2 separate regions of the Sus scrofa genome follow, and region 1 is linked to region 2. Evidence: chromatin contacts called from public HiChIP or PLAC-seq data. All regions are on one chromosome and are shown on one strand. The core of a region is the stretch at or near the end of the contact, and the rest is flanking DNA. Distances in the headings are between cores, read along the strand shown. Region 1 holds the start of ETF1 (eukaryotic peptide chain release factor subunit 1). Region 2 holds the start of KIF20A (kinesin-like protein KIF20A).

The links. HiChIP or PLAC-seq counts read pairs in DNA pulled down with a chosen protein or histone mark.
Region 1: a contact with region 2 is called in an H3K27ac HiChIP or PLAC-seq map of alveolar macrophages. The contact joins the promoter of ETF1 here to the promoter of KIF20A in region 2. A contact is called at or near these places in 2 of 5 promoter capture datasets (fetal liver and liver), 1 of 47 Hi-C or Micro-C datasets (epiblast stem cells) and 2 of 2 datasets of contacts at active chromatin or transcription factors (alveolar macrophages and skeletal muscle).

What each region holds. Positions count from the first base shown.
Region 1 is chr2:140,500,530-140,507,019 of Sscrofa11.1, reverse strand. It overlaps ETF1 (eukaryotic peptide chain release factor subunit 1), which reads left to right and starts at 2,639. Exons shown (of 11, transcript XM_003123975.6): 1 at 2,639-2,808; 2 at 2,969-3,072. The coding sequence starts at 2,987. LOC110259500 (a long non-coding RNA gene) reads right to left here and starts at 2,555. Exons shown (of 2, transcript XR_002341933.1): 1 at 1,773-2,555.
Region 2 is chr2:140,200,941-140,207,155 of Sscrofa11.1, reverse strand. KIF20A (kinesin-like protein KIF20A) reads right to left here and starts at 4,839. Exons shown (of 19, transcript XM_003123952.6): 1 at 4,715-4,839; 2 at 4,059-4,244; 3 at 2,398-2,487; 4 at 2,180-2,299; 5 at 1,472-1,610; 6 at 1,182-1,369; 7 at 966-1,095; 8 at 607-801; 9 at 386-497; 10 at 211-279. The coding sequence starts at 4,223. BRD8 (bromodomain-containing protein 8) reads left to right here and starts at 4,909. Exons shown (of 24, transcript XM_005661688.3): 1 at 4,909-4,957; 2 at 5,221-5,292; 3 at 6,179-6,215. The coding sequence starts at 5,274.

The DNA of each region.
Region 1 (6,490 bases), core at 1,390-3,889, 300 kb before region 2:
ATTATATATTCTGCATTTTTCAAAAAATCTTTATTACCCTTATATCATCGGAGGTTCTCCCTGGACACTGAATGGTCATGGTCTCATTTTAAAAGGCTTATCTTTGCCAAAGGAAACAGCATCCCTATTCTACTTCCTCTCAAATCTCTTCTGCTACAGACCCATGCCAGCCTCTGCCTCTAACACACTGATTTCCAACTCTAAGTACAGAGATGATAAATTTGCAGCAACTGGGCAACTAAGCTTTTAGAACTACAGTTAAACTGCCCGGTTTGAGAATATTCTAAGAAACAAGTTGCGTATCTTGGTAATCACCAAGTTTCAAGGATTCAAAGATTAACAAACAGCAATTCTATGTGGGATGGTATGCTTACTTCAGCATGAATCACAAAGAAAAGCAAGCCTGTGAGTTAGTCTGAAAAGACTGTAAAGCCACCACATATGGACCTGAAGCAACACTATAAACATAAACATAAAAATGAGCAGGAAAAGAAAATCAAGGCAATTTAGTATAAGCAGTAGGAACTGGAGCAAAGGGAATGAGGTCGGGAAAAGTGAGGGACATGGTAGACACCCAGTCAGTCAGTAAGCAGTATTTACAACTATTTAAGAAAGTCTGTTAATAAGCACAGTGAATGGAACACAGTAGAAGTACAATAAATATTATATAATGACTGACTATATGCTGAAAATTACAAAATGGAACCTAAAGAAGAGATTCCACCGTTGGAATTCATTTGCTGGGGAGAGAAGACTTGCCCTGTAGCAAGTCCATGTCCTCACCCTAAGGAAACATAGATAAGAGGGTCCCCGGGCAAGTTCCTGTCACCTCTCTGCTTCAAATACCCAATCTATGAAATGGGGGTAAAAGCCTCATCTCCAAGGTGTGGACAAAACTGAGTTAACAGGGGGAAAAGGATTCAAAGCTCACACAAATTAATGCAACTGCCTGCCTCACATCACCACTGCCATGTATCAAAAGCAAACGCAAATTTAAGAAGCGCAAGATGAAATTTTCAATCATCTCCCACAACCTGCTCCTTATCCTAACCCTCTCAGTAAAAGTAATCGTTTCAGTCCTCTGAGAATCCTTCTTCTTTTTTTTTTTTTTTTTTCTTTTTCAGCCACCCCCCCAAGACATATGGCAGTTTCCAGGCCAGGGATCCAAATCAAGCTGGAGCTACAGCCTACACTGCAGTAACTGCCAGACCCTTAAGCCACTATGCTGGGCTGGAATCCAACTGGTGCCTCCACAGAGACAAGGCAGATCATTAACCCACTGAACCACAGCGGGAACTCCCAGGGGGAGTCATTCTTGCTCTTCCTCCTCATCCAACCCATCATCCATCCAGTCCTACCCATCACCCTACCTATCACCCTAGTCTAAGCTACCGCTCTCAAAAATCACTGACCTCGCTCCAGCACACTAGCTCTTGTAGTTCCTCCCTTCTTCTTATTTTTTTTTTTTTTTTTGTTTTTTTTTTTTTTTTTTTTGCTTTTTAGGGCCGCACCCGCGGCATACGGAGGTTCCCAGGCTAGGGGTTCAATTGGAGCTGCAGCTGCTGGCCTACACCACAGCTCACGGCAATGCCGGATTCTTAACCCACTGAGCGAGGCCAGGGATTGAACCCGAGTCCTCATAGGTACTAGCCTGGTGCGTAACCCGCTGAGTCACCATAGGAACGCCATTATTTTATTACACAAAAGTATAAAATCACAAATGGCTACAAACCCAACCAAACTGAAAATTCCACGAAGACAGGCACTGTTACCTGTTTGGTTCTGCTCAATCTTCTCAAGAAAACCCGGCCTGGAACAGTTCGGACCCAAATATTTGAATGACTGCAGCTGAGGTGAAGAGACATAAAGTAGCCAACTACAACTCCTAACTCCAAAAGAGAGCTGCCCATTTTGCTTCAATACTCTCCCCCCTTCCACTCTCAGGAGCTCAGACGAAACCATACGTGGCATCAGATACTTCAGGTCTCCAAACTCAGTCAGTCTCTGCTTTCTTCCCCCTCGTAAAGTTCCAGGTCCAAAGTGAACCTCTCTTAGCACTAAGGCGCGAAGGCGGGACGTGAGTGGCTCTTTTGTCCCCGAGGGTGTCGGGGTGCCAGACTACCCGGGAGAAGTTTCCCAATCCGGATACCCTGGCGGAGAGCTTGAACACTAGTCCGTGCAGCTGTGATGCACGCAGGCCCGAGCGCTCCGTCTGCTAAGAAGCAGCAAAGCGCGAGGCGCCTCTTTGAGGCTTCTCAGAAGCAGTTCAAACCACGCGTCCCGGCTCGAGTGGAGGCGCGTCGTGGAACCTCAGAGGTCCATTCCATTCAAGAAAGTGGGACGGAAAAGATAACCCAAGCGCCTCTCCCTTTAAGAAACACCCTCCGTTCGAGCCTAGCTGGGCTGACTAAATGCTCGCGAGAGCCACCTGCTTCCGCCCGCTTCCTGCTCTCGGCGAGCCGGACCGGAAGGAAGGCGGTGCTTCCCCGCCCCCGGCTTCTACCTCACAAGGCAGCGCGGCCCCAGCTGCGGCCAATCGGCGGGCTCATTGTAGGCCACCTCTCGGAGAACCAATGGAAAGTCGCGGCGCGCGCAGAGCTTCTCCTCTTCCTCACCGGCCCCCTCCCTTCCGCCCGCCGACTTCCACTCAGCCTCTGGCGGAGGAAGTGATGTCACAGGCCCCATGTGAGCGGATTGCAACACATGCAGCTGCCTGGAGAGAGGGAGCCGGTGTCCTACGTCAGAGCCGCCGCCGCGGAGCCGCCGCCGGGGAGGAGCAGCAGCTGCCGCCCAGGACTGGGCCCTTAGGTAAGCCAGGGGGAGGGAAAGGCCAGCGACGACCGCGCCGGGCCGCGCGAGGCGGGAAGAGGAGGGACTCTCGGGGTGGCAAGGAAGGGGGCCGCTCTGCCCCAGCGGCGGCGCTAACTCTGTGGTCTTGGTGTCTCCGGGCCCCGCCGGGCCGCTCTAGGGAGGAGGAGGCGAGAAGATGGCGGACGACCCCAGTGCTGCCGACAGGAACGTGGAGATCTGGAAGATCAAAAAGCTCATTAAGAGCTTGGAGGCGGCCCGCGGGTGAGCGCCGCGTCAGAGCCCCCCCGTACCCTCTTGGTTCCTGGACCCCTCAGGATGGCCGCCCCCGCGCCGCATGGCCGGATGAGGAGAACCAGGCACTAGCCAACTCCCGCCTTCTGGACCTCCGGGTAGTAACCACCGTCCCAGGGGCGAGGGTCTACGCGGTTGGCCCGAGAAGGGGTACTTCCCCCTGTTAGGGCTTAAGGGGCCCGGCTCCCGGGGCTTAGACCACTCAACCCCCTCGTGATAGGCCCCTGCTACTTTTGTACCCCTCCCAGTCACTTGAATCCAGGTCCTCCCTCCTTGAGTTCCAGGTGCTGCCACCCGACACGGGTGCTCTTGGAGGGAAGGGCCTGGCCTTCCTTCTGAACTTCCTTCCCTGATTTTCTCTCTTCACATTCTTTAGCCAAGTCTCATAAAAATGGCCTCCCCCTCCTGGGCTTCTCAGAACCGGGTGGGTGAAGTTTGGGTGGGGTGGGAAGGAGGGGTGGTCAGGGACACCTTTATCTGACTTTCTCTGATTTCTCTGGGTCTCACTACTCTCTCAAGATGACTTCCTCCAAGTCCTCTAATTACCCCAGAGCTTCTTGCGTTTAGCTGTTACAGGACCCACCTATAAACTGAAAATGCCCATGTGTGCGGGGTGGGGTGTTAGGGAATGTTTGGTTTAGATTTGTTCTCTTATTACTTGGTTGACAGGTGTGTGTCTGTATATTCAGAAGAAATCCGAATTATGGGGCCGTCGATGAACTGTAACGACAGGGTCCCTTTTGGCCTCTCTCTGGAACTCTTGGGGGTCGAGGTGCCTGATGGATTAATGCATGTTGAAATTCAGAGCTAAATTAAGTTGTCTTTGAGTTCTCTTGTAAATTTCTATGAGAAACTGTTTAGTGTGTCCATTGTGGAAAGAGTGGACTAAATTAAAACAGACTTTATGTGCTTTTAAAATTTAAAAAATTACTCTCTAGGAGAAGGTGTGTAAGAGGTATTCCTGGTTTTTTCGTCTAATTATTTCATTTTGTTCCTTTCCCAGTCTTAGAAACTTCTTACTTACAGGAAGTGGCAGGAAAAAAAAAAGTTTTTGGAACATTGCATATTTGTATGTCTGAGCATTCTTAGAATAGCAGAGTGGCTTGTCCCAGGCCATTTTGAAAGTTGTTTTCAGTACAGGAATTGGACATTCTGGTTTCCACCCCAGATTTGTCCTTGATTGGTAGATTTGCAATAAGATTAATCAACTGCATAGTTGTTAGTACTTTATGATGTAAGCTATGCTTAATTCCATCAAGGCCTAGGGCTAAAAGACTGTTTTGCTATTGTGTTTTATTCTTGATAATTAGTGACAGTTCTCCTTGGGATGAAACTTCTGAAAGTTTAGTCCTCTTCAGTTATTGGGGCTTTTATTCACTATGTCTCATATGAATTGCAGGTAGCAGCTTACTTTTCATTTCATAGGTTTTACTTTAAATGTAGTAGAATATTCAGACCTAGTTAATAATCTCTCTGTACTTGAACACAGTTGATTCTGATGATTCTGTGCCACATGGTAGAATGAATAATTCCCCAAGTGTGAGAATCCTGTACAGGAGGGGTAATGTAGGTCATGACCCATTATGTTTGCACTACCAGGAAACAGCCAGCTTCTTTTGTTTCACTAGGATATTCTCTTGTGTTGCTTGAACCCTTCAATTGAGTGTAGCTTCTTTAGATTGTTGTTGTTGCTGTTGTTTAAAGTTGGATGTGATCTTTAGATTCTTATTTAATTTGAAGACGGGTTCATGCATTAGAATTTGTATACATTATATCTCAAGTTTAAAATATGGATTCAGACTATAATTTGCTTATTGTCTGAGTGAAGTGACATTGAAGATAACACTGCTTCATAAATAACACCATTGCTTTCTACTGCTTGGTGAAGGAAGCTCATTCTTAAATTTGTTAGCCATGTTACCTAGCCACTTGAAACTTTTCAGCTCCTCTTTAAAGCTTTTTTAAAGGCTTAGTCCTTTGATTAGCAAAGTTCAGTAAAGTTTAAAGCATGCTAAATATGAGGTTCTTATGTACAGTTTTTTTTCCAGGTGATAGTTTGAACATTTTAGACAAGATTAAGCTATCTAAACAGTGTGGTGAATAATCATGTCCTACTTTGTCTACTTGCTTTCATTCAGGATTTGGTTGCATCTTGATCCCAGGAAAACTTAAAATTTTGGTCATCTCTGGGTTGCTAAGGGAGTCACAAGTTTATTCTGTTTGAGAAGTTTTTGTTTTTGTTTTTGTTTTTTTTTTGAGAATAGCAAAATTGTATTTGTCTAAGACTCATTAAGGTTATCATAGCGTACAAGGAGAATGTTTTCCCTTCTTTACCTAATGCTAAAATACTTTTAGGAGAAATGCGATGGACTTAAGCACAAACTGGATGGCAAAATGAATCTGTGCTGGTATTTTAGGGTCAAGTTGTGGGTTTCAGCAGAAAACAGGTTTTGTTCAAGCTTATTACCACTTAGTGAAACTTAGTAGTAAATTTGTAGAATTGTTTTGGAAATGAAGATTTCTCTACCCACCCCACCCCCCTGCCCAATAATTTTGGGCATAAAATACTAGCTTTTAATTTAATGCTGGGATAAAAGTAATTTTGAAGTTGAGATAATAGGCATGTGAGTATCTCTTGATATATAGCCCCAATATAATGTAGCTTTAAAGTGGAACCACTTGCAAAATGGACTAGCCGATTAAATACATCTGAACAGAGTAAAGTTTCTAAACACAGTTATTTATTGAGGGATGTAGTATTTTTTAGATATTGTGTTGTTTTTTTGTTTGTTTGTTTGTTTGTTTTTTTGCCTTTTTCTAGGGCCACTCCCGCGGCATATGGAGGCTCCCAGGCTAGGGGTCTAATCGGAGCTGTAGCCGCTGGCCTACCTCAGAACCACAGCAATGTGGGATCCGAGCAGCGTCTGCAGTCTACCCTACAGCTCACGGCAACACCGGATCCTTAACCCACTGAGCAAGGTCAGGGATCGAACCTGCAACCTCATGGTTCCTAGTCGGATTCGTTAACCACTTCGCCACGACTGGAACTCCTAGATATTGTTAAGCAATGCATTATTTAATCCTCATAAGAGGTATTGCCACCATTTGGTGGAAAAGGCAAACTAAGACCAAGAGGTTAAATAGCTACTCTCTGAAATGTTACAGAGCTGGAATGTTGCAAAGCCCAGGATTTGAGCACTGTACCATAGTGTACAATGTATATATTTGGGGGGAGGGAGTTGTTTGTTTTTTATGGCTGCACCCACAGCATATGGAAGTTCCTAGGCCAGGGCTTGAAGCTGAGCTACAGCTGTGACCTGTGCCACAGCTGTGGCAACACTGGATCTTTTAACCCACTGTGCTGGGCTGGGGGTCAAACCTGTGCCTC
Region 2 (6,215 bases), core at 3,590-6,089:
TGATGGACAGGATCTGACATAAGGACCCAACAGGTTATGGGCTTTCTAGCCCTTCATGTAGTTCCAGGGAGGGGAGGACTCATGAAGAATCTCTGTACCCGAGGAAGGACAGCATGAATCTAACAAATAATCCCGAGGACCTCACTTGTCCACCTCCCCCAACTACCCTTTAAGGCCAAGAAACCCAAATTTCTAAATGAAAAAACTTACTCGCTAATCTTGGGGATTATATCCCCGTCCCCCTGAAGATGCAGGATCCGGATTGAGAAGATGCTATGACTGAAAGTTAGGAAAAAGAGAAAAGTTACCGCATATCCTCTGTGACCAAGTGGAGGACGAACGTTTCTCGAACACAGTGAAAAGCTGACTCTCACGACCCCCTAACCTGCGGCTGGAGTTCTGATTCAGGTGGGTGCTGGCAAAGCTCTGGTTTTTACGACCCACTTTCAGGAGTTTCCAGGCCTCCTCGGCATCCTGAACATTAATCCAGTTGAGATCTGAGGCCAAGGAGAGAGGACATACATAACATGGGAGCACCTAACTCTCTTCCTGGTCTCTCCCCAGGTCCCCTGCAGGGTTCATGGCAGCCTCCCTGCTTTTCCATACCTTTCACATAGGGATTGCCGTTTTGATCCTCACACAGCCGCAGAGTCTGCCTCTTGCGCTGCTGGCTAGGTGGTTCTAACAGGTCATAAAGCAGTTCATTGTAGATCTCAAAGAAGGAGATCCAGATGGAGAAGCGAATGTCTGCAGGGACACTTACAGGGGCTGTGTCTGGCTGTGCCCATCGGTGACTTGTTTCTAGGGAAGAAGCCAATGTACAGTGTAGAGCAGGCCATCTCCCCTTTGGCCTTCAGGGGCCTTAGAAAGGTGGAGTTCTGGTTGCAACCTCTGGTCTATAATTCTGGAAGATGTGGGGAGCAGGGAATTGGTTACTTGGCACATAGCCCAGTCAGGGTACATACCATCCAGCTGGCTACTGCTGGTAAACTGACTGGTAGAGGAGAGCCCAGCAATGCCACTGTCAAAACTGGTGCTGGTGCCCATCCGACTTTCAATATAGACACTCTTCTTCAAAGAGGTGGACAGGTCCTCCTGGAGAAGCCCAGGGAGAAGGTAAGCACAAAACGTTCTGGAAATTTATTCCTCTGTCCCTGCCTCTGTGAACACCAACACTTTACCTCTTGGAGGCCTCCACTTAGCAGGGCCAGTTTTTTCAGCTCCTCCTGCCGGATCTGCTTGCTGTCTAGCCACATTACCTCATTGGAGAGCAAGGGCTTCAGATCAGGTGTTGGATGAAGTTGGCCCTGGAGGCTATTGAAGATGAGAGTCAGGGACCGGGGCAGGATCCCCCCGTCCTTGATGGTACCTGGAGGCATGTGAAAGGTAGACAGGTGAGGCAAGTGCCGTTCCCCAGCTCGGAGCATCAGTGGCAAAGACAATCAGCAGTTCTGTGAGGCCTACTACTCACCTTGAATGGTGTGGGTTTTCCCTGAGTTGGTGACTCCATACGTATAAATAAGCCAGTTCTGTCCTTTGAGTACATCCTTTACCATCTCCTTTACAGTCAGGTTGAAGAAAGGTGCCTGTCCCACTTCTGGTCCAAAGATCTAGAGACAGATCCAGTTTCTCAGAGGCCCATCCTTCATCTCCCACTTTCCTCTGTGCGGAGCCAGCAGATACATCCCTTCCTGGGTGGTTGGCTCTGGAGACACTCAAGCAGCTTTTTTTTTGCAGTGCTCCCAGCTGCTCCCTAAATCCTCTCTGCCAGTCCACCTTTTATCCAAATCAACAAATACTTAAGGAATGCTATCTAGTAAGTCCACAGCTGCACACAAAATGGAGCGACATAATGGTCACAAGCATGGGCTTGGGAGATAGATGGATCTGATTCAAGCCCTAACTCTACCAATGACTGCTACAGGGCTTCAGCAACACTATCCTCACTGAGCCACAGTATCCTTACTGGAAAACAGGGACCATAATGATAACAGTGACAGAGTTGTTGGGAATTAAAGCACGTAAAGTGCTTGACACACTAACACATTACAAAGGTCCCCAAGCTGTAGACATGTATATATAAGAAACTCACAGTTAAGAAGAAAGCTTTACCCTCTAAAGAGGGAATAAAGTTGCCTCTACATGGTGGTGCCCTGTTCACATATCAGTATCTCTATACCTGGGAAAAGGTGAATCTGTGTGTTGCTTGTCCAATCCCTCTCTCGTTGCTCTTCTGGGCAAAAGAGTCCTTGGGTGCCTGTAGAGCAAGGGTCTCCATATTCTCAATACGGACACAACCCTAAGAAGAGGGAAAACTGTCACCGAAGGAAAACATTCCTGGGAGCCTCTACTGTATTGCAGCATTCCACTTTTAATCCTCCCTCCTCAGAAACTCACCTGATCCTCCTGTCGTTCTAACTCTGAAGGTAAAAAGGGCCTGACCCTCAGGTATACTTTGACTTTCTCCATGCTTCCTTCAGATGGAACCTGTGACAGAATTCCAGGCCAGAACCACAGATTAATCTCAGCAGTTACTTCTGAGCAGATGGGCAAATATAAAATAGTTTCTGGAGTTCCCGTTGTGGCTCAGTGGTTGATGAACCTGACTAGTATCCAGGAGGATGAGGGTTCAATCCCTGGCCTCGCTAAGTGGGTTAAGGATCTGGTGTTGCCATGAGCTGTGGTGTAGGTCAAAGACATAGCTCGGATCCCACATTGCTGTGGCTGTGGTGTAGGCCGGCAGCTGCAGCTCCAATTGGACCCCTAGCCTGGGAACCTCTATATGCTGCAGGTGTGGCCCTGGAAAGACAAAAGACAAAAAAATAATAGAAGTAAAATAAAATAGTTCCTGGAAATCATGTTAACACTACCATATTCCACCTCTAATGACTGTGTGCAGCTACTCAGGTTCCATAATCACTCCAACCCACATGGACTTTTTCACTACTTAATCATCTTTCTTGTCGTTTTAGAATCCTGAAAGCCTGGCTTACCACAGATTATCTGGGTTAGAACTTTCTGAATGGCATGAAAATTAGTGTGTGATATTATGGCAAAACATAGTAGTTAAGCACCTTAGAGGCAGACACACCTGAATTTCAGTCCCAATTCCATCATTAAGAAACCATGAGATCTTTTTTTTTCGGCCACCCATTGGATTCCTGGGCCAGGGATCCAATCAGAGCTGGAGTTGCAACCTATGCCACAGCTGCAGCATGGCTGGATCCTTCACCCACTGTGTCTGTGCCGGGGCGGGGACCAAACCTGAATTGCTGCCACTGCAAAGACACCATTGATCCTGTTGTGCCACAGCGGGAACTCCTGAGATCTTGAACAAGTTCTTTAAGTTTTCTTTACCTCAGTTCCCTCATCTGTAGAATGGGGTTAATAATAGCACCCACCAAGTTCATTCAACAGATATTTAGAGATCAGAGATCTCTCTACTCCGGTGCAGGAAATCTTATAGGATCCAGTAGTTCACAGTGAAGGACATTAACAAAGGCCCTGCTCTCATAAAACTTCTACAAGAGATGTCTGAGTAGAGCTGTTCTTAACCATGACATTTAGTAATGCCAGAACAAATTTCCTGGATGTCCTGGGAAGGAGCTACTGACATCTAGTGGGTAGAGACCAAGAATGCCGCTTAACATTTTACACTGCACAGAACTGCCCCCTATAACAAAGAATCATCTGGCCCCAGGCATCAAGAATGCTGCAGCTGAGACATCTCAGCAGAAAGCAAGCCCCCTTTTAAGTGCAAGCTATGGGTTCATATTAAAGCCTGAATATGTCTGGACTTCATGGTGAAGGAGATCTAACTACTGCCTTCTCTCATAGGATTAACTGAGTATGCATTTGAGAATGTTTCATTACGGCAATGCAGTTAATAGATTTCTTAGAGACACACAATTGTACATTTTTTACTTGTCTTGTCCTTAATTTTCAGTTGATCTCTCAAACCCTAAGAATGCAGGGTTTTGACCTCCTGCTACTTTGTAGGGATAACTAGTATGCTGAGGATATGACTTTCTGCCCCCAAGCCAATTCAACTCCTTTACCTGCTGCTTGTCGTCCAGGGAGGTGGAGATGACAGAGCAGTCTGACAGCAGTTCCTTGCGCACCACAGACCCCAAATCTGCAGCAGTGGACTCAAACATGGGGGAGACTACGACTTCCTCATCCGACAACAAGCCGGCTGGTGGAGAGAGGATCCCTTGCGACATGTTAGCAGGGGAAGCCTAGATCTAAAGAGAGACAAAAGTGGGTAGGGAGGAGAACCTTATGGGATAAAAAGGGCTGCAAATTCTGAGTAAGAACCAATTCCTAGGCCCCAAGACAACTTGGTCTCACTGGCTGAATTCCTGCTCCTCTTTCCCTTCAACTACTAGCAAAGAGAAAGGAAATGAGAGAGAGAGTTAATCATTTAATCCAGTCTGAGGCGGCATTTCCGACCGCGAACAGGAATGAGCAGACACCCAGCTCCAAAAGCAGAAGGCCACACTCCAAGTACGGTGTCTTGCTCTCCGGTGTCGTGGAGGTGGTGTCAGTAGCCCTGGGCTCCTTCAGTCTCTCCCCCAGGCCCACAGTGAGGACAGAGGTATTAAAAAAAAAAAAAAAAAAAAAAAGGATGGCGGCAGTTCTTCTTTCTGAAAGCCTAATTCGCGAGGGCAAGAGCAGGTACCGCAGCTGGGCTCCAGTAGAGCCTCATACTCACCGAAGACACCGCACGTCTCCTCCGGTACCGGCTCACTCACACCCCGCGACGGAACCTGAACCTTCGCAGCTAGACAGCACAACCCCGCCCACGAGGCTCACCTTTGTTACTGATACAATGTTTTAAATTACGCGCTGCGTTCGTTGAGCCAATCAGATAGCGAAACCTGAACCTACCAATCAGCGCAAGGGGACAGACGAGACTGGGAAACGGCTTATTCCGGCCTGACCGCTCTGCTCAAAAGTGGGTCCGGGTTACCAACTGTCGAGGCTTGGTGTTGGGTGATCCTGCAATTCCGCCTTATTACTTTTTCTTGAACCCTGAGGCATCAGCTGCCGTGTTTTGTTCTTTATCACATTCCTTCCCAGGAACGCACAAGAGACCCGGTTTAGGGCACTTGTTCTTCCTGGGGTGGGGTGGGGGACTACATTTCCCAGGAAGCACCGCAACCAAACACCGGGACTCTATTTCCCAGAGTTCTTTTTCTTATACTTTCTTTTTTTAAGGCGTAGCGGACGCTGACGCTCTTCCCTCAGGAGTTGGAGACTTCCGAGCCAAAATGGCGGCAGGGACGGGCAGTAAGTATTTGCACCGCCTTTGTGTGGTAAGTCTTTGTAGAGCCGAGGCCAGGCAACAGCATAGAGAGTAGGAGCAGTGATTTGCCTGAGAGCCCAGGGAGGGCACGAGACTTGAACTCGACGGTGTAGTGAAGCCCAACGGCCGGGGGCCTAGAAGTGTAGTCTTCTCAGTAAGGCCGCCGAGGTTTGAGATAAGCAGCTCAGCGAAATCTTTGTATGTTGGGGAGCTCTGCGGGGTGAGCTGAAAAGGTGCCCTACAGACGGACCGAGACGTTGTGCGCCTTAAGGAGTGGCCGGCATCCCAAAGAGTCATTCAGTTTCTGACGAACGTTTATGAGGCCACTAGTCACAGAGAAATGGGGAGTTTTAACCGCGAGCTTTTTCTGCCACTGGGGAAATCACATTTCGGGCATCTCAGTCATTTATCTCTGTTTCACGGACTGAATATGGCTTTTAGGCCCGGCCAGGGGAAAGGGGAGCGGTGTTACTGAAAGAAGTAAACAACTTTATGCTAAGAAGGAGGCGGGACGGAGGGGAGGTGGCCGCTCGGAATCCTGGGAAATAAGCCCTTAGGTCCAAATTGGAATAAAGCGTTTTTTAAAATTGAGTCTTTCGGGGAGCTGCCCTATCTTAATCTGACATTACTTTTTTTTTTTTTAAACTAAACCATTGTGCCCATGGCATTTGAAGGCAAAACATTTTATTTCTTCAAATACCATAGGCACACTGTTTTAGTTAGGTTATTTACTAGAAAGGTGAAGAATCAAGATTTGGTGATAGTAGCTCACGTTGTCCTTATAGGTTGGGATGTTTAGGCTTTTAGTCTTCTCTTTGAGGCTTAGAACTAGTGTCTCAGTGGTTTTCTATAAGTCTTCTCTACTTTCAGAACATAAGCTGCTGAGTACTGGCCCTACAGAGCCATG